2 separate regions of the Zea mays genome follow, and region 2 is linked to region 1. A link is a contact called in public Hi-C data. All regions are on one chromosome and are shown on one strand. Each heading gives the region's core, a stretch centred on a gene start, on an enhancer-like site or on the middle of the called end of the contact. The rest is flanking DNA. Distances are from core to core; before and after follow the strand shown.

Evidence for each region. A called contact is a pair of places that touch in the nucleus more often than the background predicts.
Region 2: a contact with region 1 is called in a Hi-C map of endosperm, with 2.8 times the contacts expected there. The contact joins the promoter of LOC100285564 here to the promoter of LOC100273390 in region 1. A contact is called at or near these places in 2 of 25 Hi-C or Micro-C datasets (endosperm and leaf).

Annotation. Positions count from the first base shown.
Region 1 is chr5:93,919,216-93,923,673 of Zm-B73-REFERENCE-NAM-5.0, reverse strand. It overlaps LOC100273390, which reads right to left and starts at 2,522. Exons shown (of 7, transcript NM_001147827.1): 1 at 2,205-2,522; 2 at 1,477-1,616; 3 at 192-292; 4 at 64-103. The coding sequence starts at 2,280. It overlaps LOC100283027 (protein phosphatase 2C), which reads right to left. Exons shown (of 14, transcript NM_001155929.2): 8 at 4,445-4,458; 9 at 4,242-4,365; 10 at 4,085-4,161; 11 at 3,916-3,968; 12 at 3,722-3,776; 13 at 3,426-3,610; 14 at 2,868-3,337. The coding sequence ends at 3,322.
Region 2 is chr5:94,462,289-94,466,746 of Zm-B73-REFERENCE-NAM-5.0, reverse strand. It overlaps LOC100285564 (dihydroflavonol-4-reductase), which reads right to left and starts at 2,634. Exons shown (of 6, transcript NM_001158455.2): 1 at 2,391-2,634; 2 at 2,046-2,203; 3 at 1,731-1,916; 4 at 1,258-1,613; 5 at 197-356; 6 at 1-90. The coding sequence starts at 2,499. The coding sequence ends at 19. LOC118472037 (a long non-coding RNA gene) reads left to right here. Exons shown (of 5, transcript XR_004849520.1): 3 at 1-114; 4 at 188-619.

The DNA.
Region 1 (4,458 bases), core at 1,273-3,772:
GTTTGGCAAGAATAATCAAAGTTTAAATACAGAGAATGTAATAAAAGGCCTTCCCAAAGATACCTTGATTAGTTCGCCTTCACAATAACCATCAATCTCAGTCCTAAAAATAGGAGACACAGAAAAAGTCACAGAGTCAGGCTATTTTGCATCAAACATGAGAAATATAACTTAACGAAATAAATGCATACGCTGCAAGCTCCTTTTGCACCCGGACAGCCTCAACTTGGACAACCATTTGGGCCTTCTTAACAGTTTCATAGAGATTTTGCATATTTCCAAAAATTCCTGCCTAACGTTATTAAAATATCAGAGGGCTTCAATATTGTTATAAACAAAATGTCAATTACGAAATTAGAAGATATATATCAAAAAAATAAATGACAGGAACCAATTCGGCAATCTTCAAAGGTTTTCACAAGCAATGTACGAGCACATATTGGTTTTCACATGAACAATCACTAATCAAGGATCTAAACAAAGAAAGAGCTTAACATTTTGGATTGCATAACTCGCAGTATGGAGTAGGTGTTAGCTACTAATAAAAGATTGTTTCACTGGAATTCTTTGCATGCTTTTCTTTGTTTGCCCCATAAGTATAGGGATAAATCCATTTTGGCCATCAAACTATCGCCCTTTCGACCATGAAACTCGAAAACCAGAAATCTCTGACCACCCAACTACTGAAAGTGTTTACATTTGGACTACACGTTGCAGTGGGACCCACTTGTCAGCTTCACATCCCTATCTCTCTCGCCTTTCTCTATATCCTCTCTTGTCACTCCCTTGCTGCCGCCACCACGAGCCACCTCTTCCTCTGCGTCTACTGCCACTGCCACAAATATGGCTCTAGCCAATGTGAGACACGCTGCACAGGGGCAGTGTAGACAGATCTAGGGGACTCCAGGTGCTCCTCTTCCTTCTATCCGCACCGCGATCCTCCTATTCCACGTTGGCCAAAGTGCGCCAAGGGTGCAGGCACAGACGCGTACCTAGGCTAGGATGCATGCTGCACATTCAAGGAAGTGGTAGCGCCGTAGCGGTGCCCTAATGGAGAAGGGAGAGCGGCACACTTGAGGGGGAGGCACGTATGAGGAGAGAGACGGTGAGATAGATGACATGGGGAGAGACCGTGAGACAGATGACGTGGGGAGGAGAAAGAAGAGAGAGCTCTGATGAGTGGGCCTATTGCCACATGTCGTCCATGTCAACAAAACCACCATTGAAACCAGCTCAGTGACTAAACATTAATGGCTTTCATTGTTCAATGGCCAAAGATTTCTGGTAACAGAGTTCAATTGCCAAAATCTAACGTAGCTATAGTTGAATGGCCAAAAATGGACTCCTGCCATAAATATATACATAATGAATCATCCCAAAACAATGAAATTAGAGTTTTTTAGTTCTAGGCTTCTAGCTAATTCGAAGAAGAGGAACAAAACCTTAACAATGACACCAGATCAGTCAATTGCTTACTTTCGATGGCGCCTCATCACCATTCTCATCTTTATCCTTCTTCCCTCCAAATAAACTGTACACTCGGAAAGGTCTATAACTTGCTCTCTTCCTTGTGGAACACGGCAAACAGAAAGCGCCCTCTATGTTCATTCTATTACCTGAACAACAGTCACAACGGTGGGCACAAGATGTTCAGTTGTTACCAAATCCAATATCAAATTATCAGCAAGTATGCACTGGTGTCTCAGTACAAAAGAAAGGCAGCATTGAATAGTGCACGAGGGTCCATTTTATAAAGTTCGCTTCACCAAAGCAACAAGAGTCCATACTCCATAGTGAATCTAAAAACCTAGAGTATTTTTTCATTCTGGTAATTACTCATAGGCAGGTACAGCTGAGCTGAGTAATCGTTGCAAGGTGGACATTTCTACTCGTTTTGAGAGCCCGACTCGAGCTCAACGGCTCCAAGCCAGGCAGCCGGCTACCATCAGCAATAGCTGCTCCAAAATCCCAACAAAGCCGCGCCTGCCGTTCCAGCACGCAGCCCCAGCCATCGCCCTAGACTGCAACACCATCTCCAATGGAACACATCCCCAAATCAGACACCCAGCGCAAGGACAATGCGCTGTGCAACCACTGGGGAGGACCCGATTCCAGATTTCCCACTTACTCCCGCAGGCTCTAAATCGTAACTCGAGGAAGAACCGACCGAGATGGGTCGTAAAAGTCGGAGGTTTGGGACTTACGGGTAGGTTTCGACGCGAGCGGCGTCGAGAAGGCGGAGCGGAAGGCCACCGGAGCGAGAGCTGTGGAGGGAGCCATCAGGGCGACGGGGAGAGGGAGGTGAGGCCACCGCCCGCCGGAGACGAGGGAGAGGGTAGAAAGGAAAGGGAAACGGACTTGATTTGAAGAAAAAGAGGACAGGTGGCTGATTTGATAGATACTACCAGGCAGCGGTGGCCGTGCGGGCAGGTTGCGGTTGGGCGCGTGGCGGAGCTGCCGGAGGAGCCGCGGCGGGCGCGGATGGGGAAGGAGGTGCGGGCGCGGCAACAGGGCATGGGATCGATGGGAAGGGATAAGGAGTGACGGGAGTGAGCGACCTGACGCCGTGACGCGGGCCAAACACGCGAGGACGATGGTCGTGGCGGGCATCGGGCGGTCCGAGCGATGATCGGACGGATGCGACTGGCTCGGGCATGCTTCCACAAATTTCAAGTGATATGAACAGCTGTTCTAAGTAGCATTTCAAGTGATATGAACAGCTGTTCTTAGTAGCATTTCAACCAAAAAAAAGGAACGGAACGTCAGTGTTAAATCACAGATTGGTAGTCCAGTTACATCGCAATTCGACATTAGAAAAAAACACACACGTAATTAGTCAACCACAAACAGATCTTTCATTATTTTCAGATAAGATGGGTACACCATGCAACTAAAATCAGATTCATCATATACTTACAACCCGAAATAGCGAGCGGGCAATTCAGGTTTCGAGTATTTTGCACCTAACCGCCAGCAAAACACACTAACGTCACGGTTCATTCTCGCAACAAAAAACTGGATTTGACACCATTTTGGACAACGAAAACACGAGGAATGCTACACACCACACAAAGAATAGACAGACTCAGCCATGGTTCCGAGGGCTGGAGAGTGGAGATGACCGAAAGCTGGCACAAGAAAGGTTGTGATCTGAAGATCCACCACTGCACTAGGCAATGCCATTGTCCGGGGTAACTTAGGCAGGATTTGCATGGCATGCCACGTACAGTTGAGATACGTACACTGCAGGTTTCTTCGTTCCTTTTTTTCACCTGCCTTATGAAAGCAAATGGTTGCGCCCTGGTGAGTGCCAGCCATGCTTCACTCCTCAGCAACACTGGTCCAAAGAATTTTCTGTTCTGTTAATGCGCTACAAAGATACGAGAAAGGTTCCAGCTAGGAAAGCAAGCAAGGCATGCACTCACCGACTCTTGGCTTCGTCCACATTGCTGGCAGATTGCCCTGCTGCTTCGGCCTTCTTGTTCCGATCGACAGGTTTTTTGAACTGCACCAGGATCATGGTCATGTTGTCGCACCCGTCTCCAGCGATCGTTGATGGAGCCAGGCATCTGTCCAGCACTCTCTCGCACACGGCAGACAGGCTGCTCTCCTGCAAGTGTTTGTTTGTCTCATTCATTCATGGTGTGTCACTGCCTGCCACTTCAATCTTACTGAAGTTGATGAAACTGTTGCGAATTTTAAGAAGATTGTGGTTGTGTACCGTGTTTATACGCTCGTGGATAAAATCCACCAGCTGTTGGCTTGACATGCAGTCCCTGCTCATAAAACAAAGTGGTACTTCTGTGAGAGGCGAATGGTATGTTAGAGCCAGGCACTTTGATATCAGTAAGAATTGTCCGAGGTGTAACGCTGTACATAGCGTGAAGGTACCGAAATGTAGGTAGATAGCCTTACCAAATGCCATCACATGCTACAACAACAAAGTCGTCATCATCGCAGAGCTCCACCTAACAGAGGACAAGATTGCATGAACTTCCAAAGAAAAGCAACAAAAGGCAGCTCTCACCACTACTATTAGCTCAACAGTTCCATGGCAGATAATGTCTAGATTTAGAGAGCTTACGACATTGATATCAGGATTGGCCGTCACAATTTGCTTCTCGGGAGGCAGGAATTTGTTCTGTTTCAATTCCACGTCTCCTATAAAGAGGTACTTGCACACTTAAGGCACAAAGCAAGGCGCACCTATATTTGAAAAGAAAACCAAGAAAATAACTAACCAATTGCCCTTGACAAGTTTAAACTTCCATTTACTCGTCCCATATGGATGAAGCCCCCTGCTTTCATTATCCTTTCTCTCTCAGCTGCAAGCTCTGGTTTGTGGTCCCTCGATAAATTGTATGCCTGCCATGTATTTAACACGGGACATATACTCAGGCTGTCAAGGATATCTTCTTATAAGGAAAGACCAAGAGTAACATACCTTCCCACCCCTTG
Region 2 (4,458 bases), core at 1,385-3,884, 540 kb before region 1:
CACGTGTGCAGATCCACCTCAAAGTTTCGAAACGATTTCGGGTGGTGGCTGTGATGTCGTTTGAGGCAGGCAGCTGCGTCGTTCAGGCACCTGGAACAACAAAAAAAGGCAACAGTAAGAATATGTGCACATGAAACGTAAGCTCTGTGTGTTCAAGTGATCTTCAAGGGGTGTTCTCTTTTTTTAGTGTTATTACCTTGGCGCCAGATGTCTTCGGGAGGAACCCCTTGTCTTGAAGGGACTTCACTGCTTCGTACAGGTACCCATGCACTGGCGTGAACTTGACGCCAAGGTCCTTCAGAGGTTGGTTCGTAAACTTGTAGCCCTTCTTCAGTGGGTTCACCTGATCCTTGCACCTGCAAAAACAAAACAAAAAAATAGCATGCTATCAGTGTAGTGCTGCAACAGCAAAGAGCAAATGCATTTGTCTCGAAGCAGTTTGGGACTCCAGACAGGCAGACACCATGTATATATGTTGTTGTTGCTATATCTTCAAAACAAGGTGATGTTTTTTTTTTCTTTTTTGCCTTGAGGTACCCCTAGGGTCGTCCATCCATGTGCTGCCTTCAAAGGAAAGAATAGGCATTGCTTTGCTTTTAAGGAATCGTCCAAGGCACCGGTCAGTCGGTCACACCTACCTCTTCAGTTTATCAGCATAACATTTGCAATTGCAAGCCAAGCGCAGTTACTAAATTAAAATTCATTCGGTTTTTTCTGACCGGCTCGTCCTATTCATTTTTTTTGGAAAAATTGAAAAATTCAATGCCACATTTAAAGTAAAACAATATCACCGCGAAAAATAACAATAATTATAAATTTTTTAAATAAGATAAGTCAGTCAAACTTAGAGTAAAAAATCAAGCGAATTATAAATTAGAACGGAGAGAGTAAGAAAAGACTGGGCCGCATGATCATTCACATGACTAAAATGCACTCCGGGTTTCAGTTTTCTATTACGTGGAGTATCTTGGCTTATCTAAGCATGGATACCCATCATCTGACTCGTAGCTAACAAAGTACTGTGCAGCATCATCAGATGGACTTTTCTATCCATGGAGAGCTATTCTTGACCTTGTCCAAAGGACATTAACTAGTCGTTACTGAGCAGACCAACTAGGCTACTCGTCATAAACCCTCCTGGCCATGGATTTCTTCAAATATCATCGTGCACAAGTTGAATTTTTGGAGCAGTCCACCACTATTTCCTTTGATAGCACATTGTTCGAAACGACGAAACCATTATTAAAATGCCCATACCTTGTCGGAATAGGGTACTCCGGGAAGAGTCCGGCGAGGATGCGGCAGAGCTCGCCGCGGTGCAGGGTGCGCTCGGCGCAGACGTACCGGCGGCCGCCGGCTCCGGGCGCCTCCAGCACCCTGACGTGCGCCTCGGCGGCGTCCCTGACGTGCACGTAGGCGTGCGACTCGTTGACGTACTCCTTTGTCTGTCCCGTGAGGTACTTGAGGATGTGCAGGGTGCTGGTGTTCATACTGGGCTGCAGCAGCTCGCCGAGCACCACCACCGGGATGACCACCGCCAGGTCCAGCCCCCGCGCCCGCGCCGCCTCCCACGCGCCCTGCTCCGCCACCGTCTTTGCGTAGCAGTACCAGTTCTGTGAGAATTCATTCATTCCAACGGCGTCAGGACTCAGGACTGGCCGCGCGCCGGAGCGGGGGTTCTTTCTTTTGTACTAATTGATTCGCAGGCCGGGCGAGAGTTTTTTGTTTACCTCGGTGCTCTTGCAGTACTCGAGGTCGCTCCAGCTGGAGTCGCCGAGCGGGGCGTCGGGGTCGCGGCGCGGGTCCATGTACATGGTGCCGATGGTGGAGGACAGCACCAGGCGCCGCACGCCGGCGTCCGCCGCCGCCTCCACGACGTTCCGCGTCCCGGCGATAATCGGCTCGATGATCTCCTCCTGCAAGCCAGGGGTGAATGAGAAGCTTCAGTTTTAATCCTTGCGCTCTCGTGTTGTACTGCTTCCAAGGAGAGGGCAAGAGGCGAGGTCTCGTCATTGGCGGGCGGGCGGGCGGGCGGCGGTGCTTACGGGGTTGTCGTGCATCGGCGAGGCGGTGTGGATGACGCCGTCGCAGCCGCGGAAGGCGGCGCGGAGGCTGGCGCGGTCGAGCAGGTCCACCTGCAGCATGGTGAGGCGCTCCGCCGCGCCGTCGAGCGCCCACAGGTGCGCGTTCTTGGGGTCAGCAGCTGCGCCGCCAGCCGAGTCGGGATTCGAGAGATCCAGCCGCCGCCACAAGCGACAGCCAAAGACAACCCGTCACGTCAGAGACATTCCGGCGCTTTTGTTGGGATTGCGAGGAGGAGAGGAGACGGAACGGACAACGGAGAGAGAGGGAGGGAGGGGAGGAGCAGGCAGCGACCAGCGCGTACCAACCTTCGCGGCGGGAGGTGCCCCGGACGGCGTACCCGCGGGCGAGGAGGATCTTGACGATCCACGAGCCGATGAAGCCGCCGGCGCCGGTGACGCACACGACGGCGGCCATCGCGCGCTGTCGCCCAGTCCCTTCTTCTTCCTCCTCCTCTCGAGCGTGACGGGCGCCGGGCGGGCGGTGATGCTGGTGCCGGTGCCGGGTGGGTGCGCCGCGCACGGACGGCCGGACGGGTGAATGGGTTCGTCCGAGAGCGGGCTGAGCAAATAGGGGCAAGCATTTATCCGCGGAATCGGGACGAAATGGTACGGTGAAGGGGCGGAAATGGCACAGAACGCGGGTGTCTCAAGGCGGTCGCGGTCGCACCAGGCCGTCATGTGAAACGCGAGTGCTACGACCTTGACGGCGACGAAGACCAACACCACCAGTGGATACCGCGCCTGGTGTGTGTGTCTGTCAACCTTGAATACAAATGCCAACGGCGAACCGTCATCCCATTATCATTTTCTGCCTATTGTGTTAAACGTGTGGTACAGGTAATAGTGCAGGAAGCCGTCTCTAATCTCTTGTTTATGACTGCCAGTGCCACCAGCCACCAGCAGCTGTTTCTGTACTGCTGGTAATAGTACTAGCAATAATAATCACGCTGAAAAAATGGTGCCCTGCAAGCACAGCAGGGATCACGTGCCCGGACACGTCGCAGTTGTTTGGTGGGGCTCCGCTCATGCCACTTGCCAGTGTCGTGCGGGGTCGGTGAAAGGGAGGGAAACGTCGCGGCCTTGTGCGACGCGCTGAAGGATCGGAGCCACCAGTGGCCAGTGGGTGATGCATCGCTGGGCCCTCGACGTCCACGTCGGCACGAATCCTCGGTGCCTGCCGACGCAAATCTTTGCTAACTCCAAAACATCTAAACTGATAGACTTTTGTTACCTACAATCCTATGTTTCTGATTCGGTTTTCTAAAACAAAATACAGATACATCCTATATTATATTAGTTGGCAGAGGTTCATATCATATCAGGACAGGGAAGGCGGAGAGGATCATATCATATCAGTGAGGAAGCACACGGCGAGAAGACGCGGGAAACCACTGCTACGGACGCACGCGAATGGATTAGGGAGAGTCCTGGTTCCCGCAAATATGCAGGAGGGAAGCTATCGATGCGGGGGAAGCGAAAAAATGGGAAAACAATAGGCGTCTGTTGGAGAGGAGTTATCGTCCTTTTTTCTTAAAAAATATTTTGAGGTTGTTTTAGCATCTCTTTTGGATTTTCTCTAATACCCATCCATTTTTGGATACTCATTACATCCTTTGCGTACCCACCCAAAAATACATCTTCTATTTGACTACCATTATCTCTAACAATAACCATCTAGACCGAATTTTTTACATTTTGGTCCTTTCTCGGAAAAAAATCACGTTTAGACACTAGAAAATTTTAATGTCATTTTTGGACCCTTTGCTCGGCGCCGTAGCCTATGGCGCCGAGGTAACACAGCTCGACGCCATAGGCTATGGCGCCGAGGTACGTGCTGCGCTGGCGACGTGATATCGAGCTCGGCGCCATAGATCTTGGCGACGAGCTTAGTTGTGTACATGAAACTTGTCTAGCTCAGTCGGTAAAGCACAAGTGGTTGTGGGTTCGAGCCACACAGTGGATGTTTTTTAATACTTTTTGTCTTTTTCACTGATTTTTTTTTGTTGTCCAGATTTTTCGTTTATGTCGCTGATTTGTCCGTCCAGATTTATTTCTCATCTATATTTTTTTTGTTTTTATGACTAATTTGTTTATTCGTCCAGATATTTTTTTTGTTTATCCGGCGAGCACAACGGCTGTGTGCCACAGTGGCCGTGAGCCGTCAACTTTCCCCCTTGTTTGCTCAGCTAACCTACACCTAGGAAAATCAAACTGAACCGCAAATAGACTATAATGTTTAAAACTTCTTTTGGAAATGCAATTTGAAGATTAGCATAGGAATAACAATTATGTTTCTCTTTATCAACCAAAAAGTGACCTACAAAATAATAGCATGGTTAGATCTATGCATCGTTCCCTTGATGGGAACTCAGCA